Regions from separate parts of the Mus musculus genome. Here region 2 is linked to region 1. A link is a contact called in public Micro-C data. All regions are on one chromosome and are shown on one strand. Each heading gives the region's core, a stretch centred on a gene start, on an enhancer-like site or on the middle of the called end of the contact. The rest is flanking DNA. Distances are from core to core; before and after follow the strand shown.

Region 1 (3,445 bases), core at 892-3,391:
AAATTTATTAGATACTTTCTTTATTTACGTTTCAAATGTTATCCCCTTTCCTGCTTTCCCCTCTGAAAATCCCCTATCCTATCCTCCCTCCCCCTGCTCACCAACTCACCCATTCCTGCTTCCCTGTCCTGGCATTCCCCTACACTGGGGCATCAAGCTTCCTCAGGACCAAGGGGTTCTCCTCTCTTTGATGTCCAACAAGACCATCCTCTGCTACATATGCAGCTGGAACCATCCCTGTGTAATCTTTGTTGGTGGTTTAGTCCTTGGAGCTCTGGGGATACTGGCTGGTTCATATTGTTCCTCCTATGGGGCTGCAAACCCCTTCAGCTCCTTCAGTCCTTTCTCTAGCTCCTCCATTGGGGACCTTGTGCTCAGTCCAATGTTTGGCTGAGAGTATCCACCTCTGTATTTGTCAGGCACTGTCAGAGCCTCTCAGGAGACAGCTGTATCAGGCTCCTGTCAGCAAACACTTGTTGGCATCCACAATAATGTCTGGGTTTGGTGACTGTATATGGGATGGATTCCCCGTGTTAGGCAGTCTCTGGATGGCCTTGCCTTTAGTTTCTGCTCCACATTTTGTCTCCCTATCTCCTCCCATGGGTACTTTTTCCCCCATTTAAGAAGGACGGAAGTATTCATGCTTTGGTTTTCCTTCTTCTTGAGGTTAATTTGGTCTGTGAATTATATCTTGGGTATACTGAGATTCTGGGCTAATGTGCACTTATCAGTGAGTATATACCATGGGTGTTCTTTTGTGATTGGGTTACCTCACTAGTTCCATCCATTTGCCTAAGAATTTCATGAATGCATTGCTTTTAATAGCGAATTAGTATTCCATTGTGTAAATGTACCACATTTTCTGTATCCATTCCTCTGTTGAGGGACATCTGGGTTCTTTCCAGCTTCTGGCTATTATTAATAAGGCTGCTATGAACATAGTGGAGCATGTGTCCTTATTGCATGTTGGAGCACCTTCTGGGTATATGAGCAGGAGTGGTTTTGCTGGGTCTAGTACTATGCCCAATTTTCTGAGGAACCGCCAAACTGATTTCCAGGGTGGTTGTACCAGCTTGAAATCCCACCAGCAGTGGAGGAGTGCTCCTCTTTCTCCATATCCTCACCAGCATCTCCTGTCACCTGAGTTTTTGATCTTACCGATTCTGTCTGGTTTGAGGTGGAATCTCAGGGTTGTTTTGATTTGCATTTCCCTGATGACTAAGAGTGTTAAACATTTCTTTAGGTGCTTCTCAGCTATTCGGTATTTCTCAGTTGCGAATTCTTTGTTTAGCTCCGTACCCCATTTTGAAAAGGGTTCTTTGGTTCTTTGGAGCCTAACTTCTTGTGTTCTTTGTATAATGGGACCTCATGAAATTACAAAGTTTCTGTAAGGCAAAAGACACTGTCAATAGGACAAAATGGCAGCCAACAAATTTGGAAAAGATCTTTACCAACTCTACATCTGATAGAGCTCTAATATCCAATATATACAAAGATAGATTTTTAAAAAAATCATAGCCCATGTAGCAACAAATGGACTGTAATTCTAATGTAAGTAAAACTCCAATGAAAGATAAAGTCAGATTTTTAAAAAATGCACTGTTGATATGTTGAAAAAGCTGGTCTATAGAATGGTCTACTTGTTATAATGGTCTTGGGTCTGCTCGTGTTCCTCCATCATCGGGAACAGCCCCAGCTTGCCAATCACCCTGGGATTCTCTTCTATTTGTCTATGTAATAGACATCACAAGGAACTAATAAAGCAAGACCTACTCTTGTATTCCTTTATCTACTTAACAAAAGCCCTATCATGTTAGTCAAATTGGTTTTATATTACATAATATTGAAACCAGAATCTATGGTTCTACACCGTACCCAATAATGAGCCCCTCATGTGTGTGGGAAAATATTTATTTAATGGCACAGATAATGTGGTAAAATATTCAGAGAGACACAACAATAAGCATTAAAGATAATTTGGTGTCACGAGTATCTGTGCTTTCATTTCTAAACATTGTCCTTGTTTGTTATAATAGAAAAACTGCCCTTCAGACTATTTTCATGTCTTTGACCTTATCTGCCTCGACTCGCTGTAGGTCACACAGAAGATTGCAAGGTTAAGTACTGAATGCCTTGAGAATGCCTAACATGCGTGTATTAGTTTTCCAAGTCAAATTCTTCCTGCTTATTCCTGAAAAAGTAATCCCTTTTGCTACATGTGGCTTCTGAGACCATCCTTATGCTCTACGTGACCTTCTGTAGTTTCCTAACTATTTCCTTGAAACATTGTGGTTGCTCTCGATCTACCCAGAAAGCCCACTCTTTAGAGATTGTAAGGATATCTCCAGTCTAAAGAGCTTTCTGTTCATACTAAGATCGGTCCCTCTGACTGTTAGTTCCTGCCTTTAAAGGTACTGACAACAGATAATGATTACCTTAGGAATGCTCAGTATCACAGGCTACTTGGTATCGAATTGCCAGGGTAACGTCAATACTAGAATCTTCTGACTACATTATCAGGTCACAGAGATAAAGCACATTTATAATGTTCAGGAAGTGTTTGCTACAGGGCCTCAGGCAACAAAATGCTGAAGAAATTCCAGCCATATCATAACCGTTAAGTTTATGCTACCTTTAAGATTAATAGGAGCTTTTAAAAAATTTTTGGTGTATGTGTGTGTGTGTGTGTGTGGCGGGGGTAATTTCTTTAGAAGAAATTACTAAGGATAAGGTTTAAGAATATTACTACTTTTTCTTCTTAGTACTTTCAGTATTGCGTTTTTCCTTAATGACTTATTGATCACTGTGGATGAGAGTATTTCTCAACTCTCTTCAGATAAGCTTCCCTTTGGAGTAGATGCAGTTGATATAGAGGCATCTGGATAGTCAACATGTTGAAGTAAATGACTGCGGATTGCTCAGATTAAATGTGGGCATTCTTATAATATTCCTTTTCTGAAAGACTCAGGAATTTTCAGAGAAGAGAGTGCCAAAGGGTTGCAAATTCGAGAGGTGGTTGGCAACATCAAGAAAACAGTGTTTCCCAAGATAGGATGGATCCTGTGCACAGATGAACTCCTCACAGCACGCATAGGACATTCCCAAGCTCCAGACTGAGAAAATCCCAGCATGAAGCAGGAGAGGTGGTCATGACATCACATCGCTACTCACTGGAGAGCTCTTAGCATTTGATGACTGCATTGAAAGGAACAATCTGTTCGCTTTAATGATGGGACACCCAGGATTTGGACCACACACCAGGGCAAGCCTCACTCCTAAGACTAGCTAGGCAACACAAAATGGACTCAATGGGGAAAGAGGAGAAAAAAGTAGAGATGATGAAATCTCAAAATAGCATGAAGGGAATGGGGAAGGGCTGAGAGAGAGTATTGAGGAAGAGTGGAGGGACATGTGATTCAAATGCATTGTATGAAATTTACAAAGA
Region 2 (3,841 bases), core at 478-2,977, 47 kb after region 1:
GTAATGCTGCAGGCCCCGCCCATACATCCTGGCCATGGACGAGTCAGCCACCAAGAGGAGCTCCACCTGGCGGGCCCTGGAGATGGAACGGCGCCTACGCCTCCACCAAGTCTGAGGTCCCGCGTTCCCAGATGGCGAGAAAGCTGAGTGGTCCAGCAGCTGCGGGGCCAGCGCTGAGCGTCTCCTAGATCTACTGTGCACCGAGGGGCTCTCTTGGGGCCCAGATGGGGATGCAGGAGTCTCGCAACTGGCGCGTGGCGGCAGGGCCTCGAAGCTAAAGCCCTCGCGGTTGTAGACATGCAGGATGCGGGAAGATCCATCCCCATAAATTCGTTCATACTCTGCCCAGGACCCACGCAGGAGTGGCTTTAGAGTGTAGCGCGCATGCTTGACTGCAAAGAAGCCATCGAGACCCCCGCAGAGGTCAAAGACAGCTAGGGATCGAGGGCTGCCGTCCACGGTGCCTCTGTAGAAACAGTGACCCCGGTGGCCAGAGGATGCGCTCAGCCCTCCTCCTGCAGTAACGATGCTACCAGCAGCACCCACTGTGTCATCTCTCTCCAGGTCCAGCAGGAACCTCCGGCCGCCCGCGTAGACAAGGTAGCCCACTTTGCCACCGCCAGAGTAGAGTTGGTCTATATTCTGGACCAGCCCGCCGCTCCTGCGCTGCCCGGCCAAGGGTTGTAAATGGCCTCGCTCCCGTGTTTCCTCCCCCTGCGGCTGGTCCGGCTCGGCGGCCGCTGCTGCAGCCTGAGGCTGCCTGGTTTTATCCTGGGCAGGTGCCGCGGCGGGGCTGTCAGCGGCCAGGGACAGGCAGGACGCGCTCAGCAGCAGCAGTAGCAGCAACAAGGGCGCCCACTCGAGCCGCATAGTGCGCTGCCCGCCGGGAGGGGCTGCGCGACTGAGTCTAGCTGGATGCTTGCTATTTGCTATAGAAGTTTCAGGGGCGGGGGTGGGGGGCTCGCCCTCCCACCCACCCACCCACAGCCGCACACTCTACACACTGGCGTGCAAGGTTGAGTCAAGTGTCCAGGAAAGGGTAGGGGGAATCCGCAGCAGAGAGCCAGCCTGGCCTGGCACCGGTGCCACTGTGAGAACTTTTTCTTTGTTGGTTTGGAAAATGTTTGGAATGGAGGTCCAAGAGACGGAGGAAGAAAAATTTTAAATAAAATAAAAGAAAAAAAATTAAATAAAGGGTGGTGTTGGTGGGAGTAAAAGCCAAGAGGTGGAGAGCAACCAAATACAAAAAAGGAGAGAGGCCCAACGCAGACAAGATCTTTGCACAAACAGATCAAAACAAACGAGCTAAGAGAGTAAGAAGGGCGACCGCGCTGGCCCGCAACTGGTGCGCGTCCGCTCCCGCCCCCTCGAAGCCCGGGGCTGGCGGGCTGCAAAGCTTCCAAGCTCCGACCCACTTCCTTTCTTATTCTCAGGGCTTCCTCGGCTCCGCTGGAACCCGAAGGCAGGGAGAAATGAGACGGGAGAAAAGAAAAGGAAAGAAAGCAAGCAAAGGAAACACCTAAAAATGTTTAAAATCAAAAGCTAGGAGGCGGCCTGCGGAGAGCCAGCGAGGCGGCGCGTCCCGGTCCCTTCCGTTGCCGCGTCCTCCCGCCCGGGATCATCCCCAGTCGGCTGCTACGGGCGCGGAGAGCGGCTCAGGCGCTGTGAAGATGCGAGGAGGTGGGACAATGAATTTATAGCGGCGTGCCATCCTGCAATGGCAATTTCAACAATTCGTCACTGCACGCTGCCTCTTAAAGGGAGAGCTTCCCCCACCACTCCCACCCTTCCCGGTCCGCGCCTAATCTGATGGGGGAGGGAGCAGCGAGAGGAGGAGGGTGATCGAGGAAAGGCAGACCGGGAAGGAGGAAGGGGCCAGAACCTAGCAAGGTGGAAGGAGGGACAAAGGAGGGAGTAAGGGTGAGAAAGAGATTGAGAGAGAAAAAGTATTTGGGCAGAAAACAAGAAAATTCTCTTGGCCTCATTTAAAGCCACAGCAACTCCGGTTCTGTGTGGTATTTCACAACCAATCGGGGTTGGCTAACCTCGGCTTACCTCATCTCCTGAAGGGGTGTTTTGGTGTGTTTTTAAAGTCTCTCTCTGCCTCCTTCCCCTTGCTGTTCTTGAGCGGGATATGAAGTTCTTGCTTCATTTTGCCGGCCAGTGCGCTCTGGCCTTGTAGACCTGGTAACTTCACTGGTCAGGGCAGCCGCCTGTGCAACCCCAAGTCCCTCTCTCTTTTCCCTGGTTCTCTCCAGTCGGTCCCGGTAGCTGATTTCCAGCCTCCTCATCTCCTAGCTTGTTCACGTTCCAACACTTGCTGACTTCGGGCTAGGGGTGACTAACTTCTCCCGGCCATCAGCTGAGCAGCCAGGCAGCCACCGGTGCTTCCTGGCGCGTCTCTGGGCATGCAGCACTGCGGTGACCCCAACAGGGCCGGCTGCGGCCTGGGAAGTCCTTGGCTTTGTGTATAAATGGCGGTACTCCCAGCTTTTTTTCCAGGGCATAGTTGGTCAGTGCCCACAATCTGTCACTTATCCCAGCCACTGGAACTCTGAGCTGTAGGATGTCAGGGTGGGAAAGAGTTAACTCTTGAAGGGGAATCTGCACCCCCACCCCAGACTTTTACATTTGTGCTCACACTTTCTGGCAAACACTCCTTTGTTTGTTTACTTGCTACTCTTCTTATAAGTCAGCCACTCACTGTCAGCCCTCTCATTTTCAAAGCTCATATCCCAGGGAAGAATACTTGAGGGGAGGTGATTGGTGGTTATTAGTAGGCAGGTGGCATGGCCCCTGCTACTCAGTTCCTCCATCCTTTGTTTCCTCTAATTATCAATTCTAAGAAGGTGAAAGGAAACCCTAGTGACTTTCTCACAGCAAGTTGACCTGTGCCAGGGTCCAGTACTGGTCTCTGCACACACCCCGGGATAATTTACACATCTCCATCCCTTTTAACTCCACTCCTTCAGAGGAGAGCAGGCACACTTACATAGCTTTTTCAGATGATACATTCTCACGGAAGGTACCACGAGGGCCAAGACTGGAGAAGGCCAAACAACAGTTAAAGTAAAAGAGGGCATGGATTTGAGAGAGAACAAGGTGTGTGTGGGGTGGACGGGTGGAGGAGTCCGAGAGAGCCTGAATGGATCCTGAAATATATCGGGACATAGAAGGAGGATGCTGCTGAAAGCACTTGTGTTTCGATTCTCAAGATGCTCAGGTAGGTTTCCAGTAGTTAATATTACAAGGCAATGGGCAGGTAGTAAAGGCAGAGAATGGAGGCACCAGCAATCTTCTCTGTCTCCCAGCAACCTTCAGCTTTGTGATGACCCAAGTCACTCCAGGGAAGATTACCTGGTACCTATTTGTGTAGTAGTGGTCAGAGTAAGAATGGCCCCAATAAGGTCATATGAGGTCTCCAGTTGGCGGGAAAGTTTAGGAAGAATTCGGAGGCGCGGCTTTTTTAGAGGAGGTGCATCACTCAGGGGAATCAAGATGTGAGCTCTCAACTGGTCCTGCCATCATGGACTCAAACCCTCTGAAACTGTAAGCTCAAAAGACATTTTTAATTTTTATTATTTTATTTTGTCCTAATCATGTTATTTTTTGCCACAGCAATTGCTAAATAACCAAGATAAAACTTTATTTCTTTTATAGCACCTCCAGGAGGAAAAAAAATGCACAGTATTTCAGTGTTTGGGATCAAAGGCTCCAAAACAAACTATATTTGAAACACGAAACTTACTCATCTGTGTCTCAAAGGATCTTTTACAAAACAAGTATTTCAGGTGACCCTGGGGTAAGGCTATTAACTGCAATTCTTTTCATTTCTGATCAG

The links. Hi-C and Micro-C count contacts between places; a contact is called where the count stands out from the background.
Region 2: a contact with region 1 is called in a Micro-C map of the G1E-ER4 cell line, with 2.3 times the contacts expected there. The contact joins the promoter of Adamts5 here to the enhancer-like site in region 1. A contact is called at or near these places in 1 of 39 promoter capture datasets (hippocampal neurons), 4 of 484 Hi-C or Micro-C datasets (the G1E-ER4 cell line, embryonic stem cells, epidermal suprabasal cells and 1 more) and 2 of 9 other capture datasets (adipose tissue and pancreatic islet).

What each region holds. Positions count from the first base shown.
Region 1 is chr16:85,852,225-85,855,669 of GRCm38.p6, forward strand. No RefSeq gene overlaps it. Among named protein-coding and RNA genes, the nearest start is that of 4930556C24Rik, 35 kb to the left of the region's middle. Within about 2 kb of position 2,142, at least 1 of the 459 cell types and tissues checked has an H3K27ac peak or open chromatin away from gene starts, as enhancers often do. A contact at or near this core is called in the G1E-ER4 cell line, where this site is marked.
Region 2 is chr16:85,899,398-85,903,238 of GRCm38.p6, forward strand. Adamts5 (a disintegrin-like and metallopeptidase (reprolysin type) with thrombospondin type 1 motif, 5 (aggrecanase-2)) reads right to left here and starts at 1,728. Exons shown (of 8, transcript NM_011782.2): 1 at 1-1,728. The coding sequence starts at 870. Gm46558 (a long non-coding RNA gene) reads left to right here and starts at 403. Exons shown (of 3, transcript XR_001781962.2): 1 at 403-600; 2 at 1,434-3,841.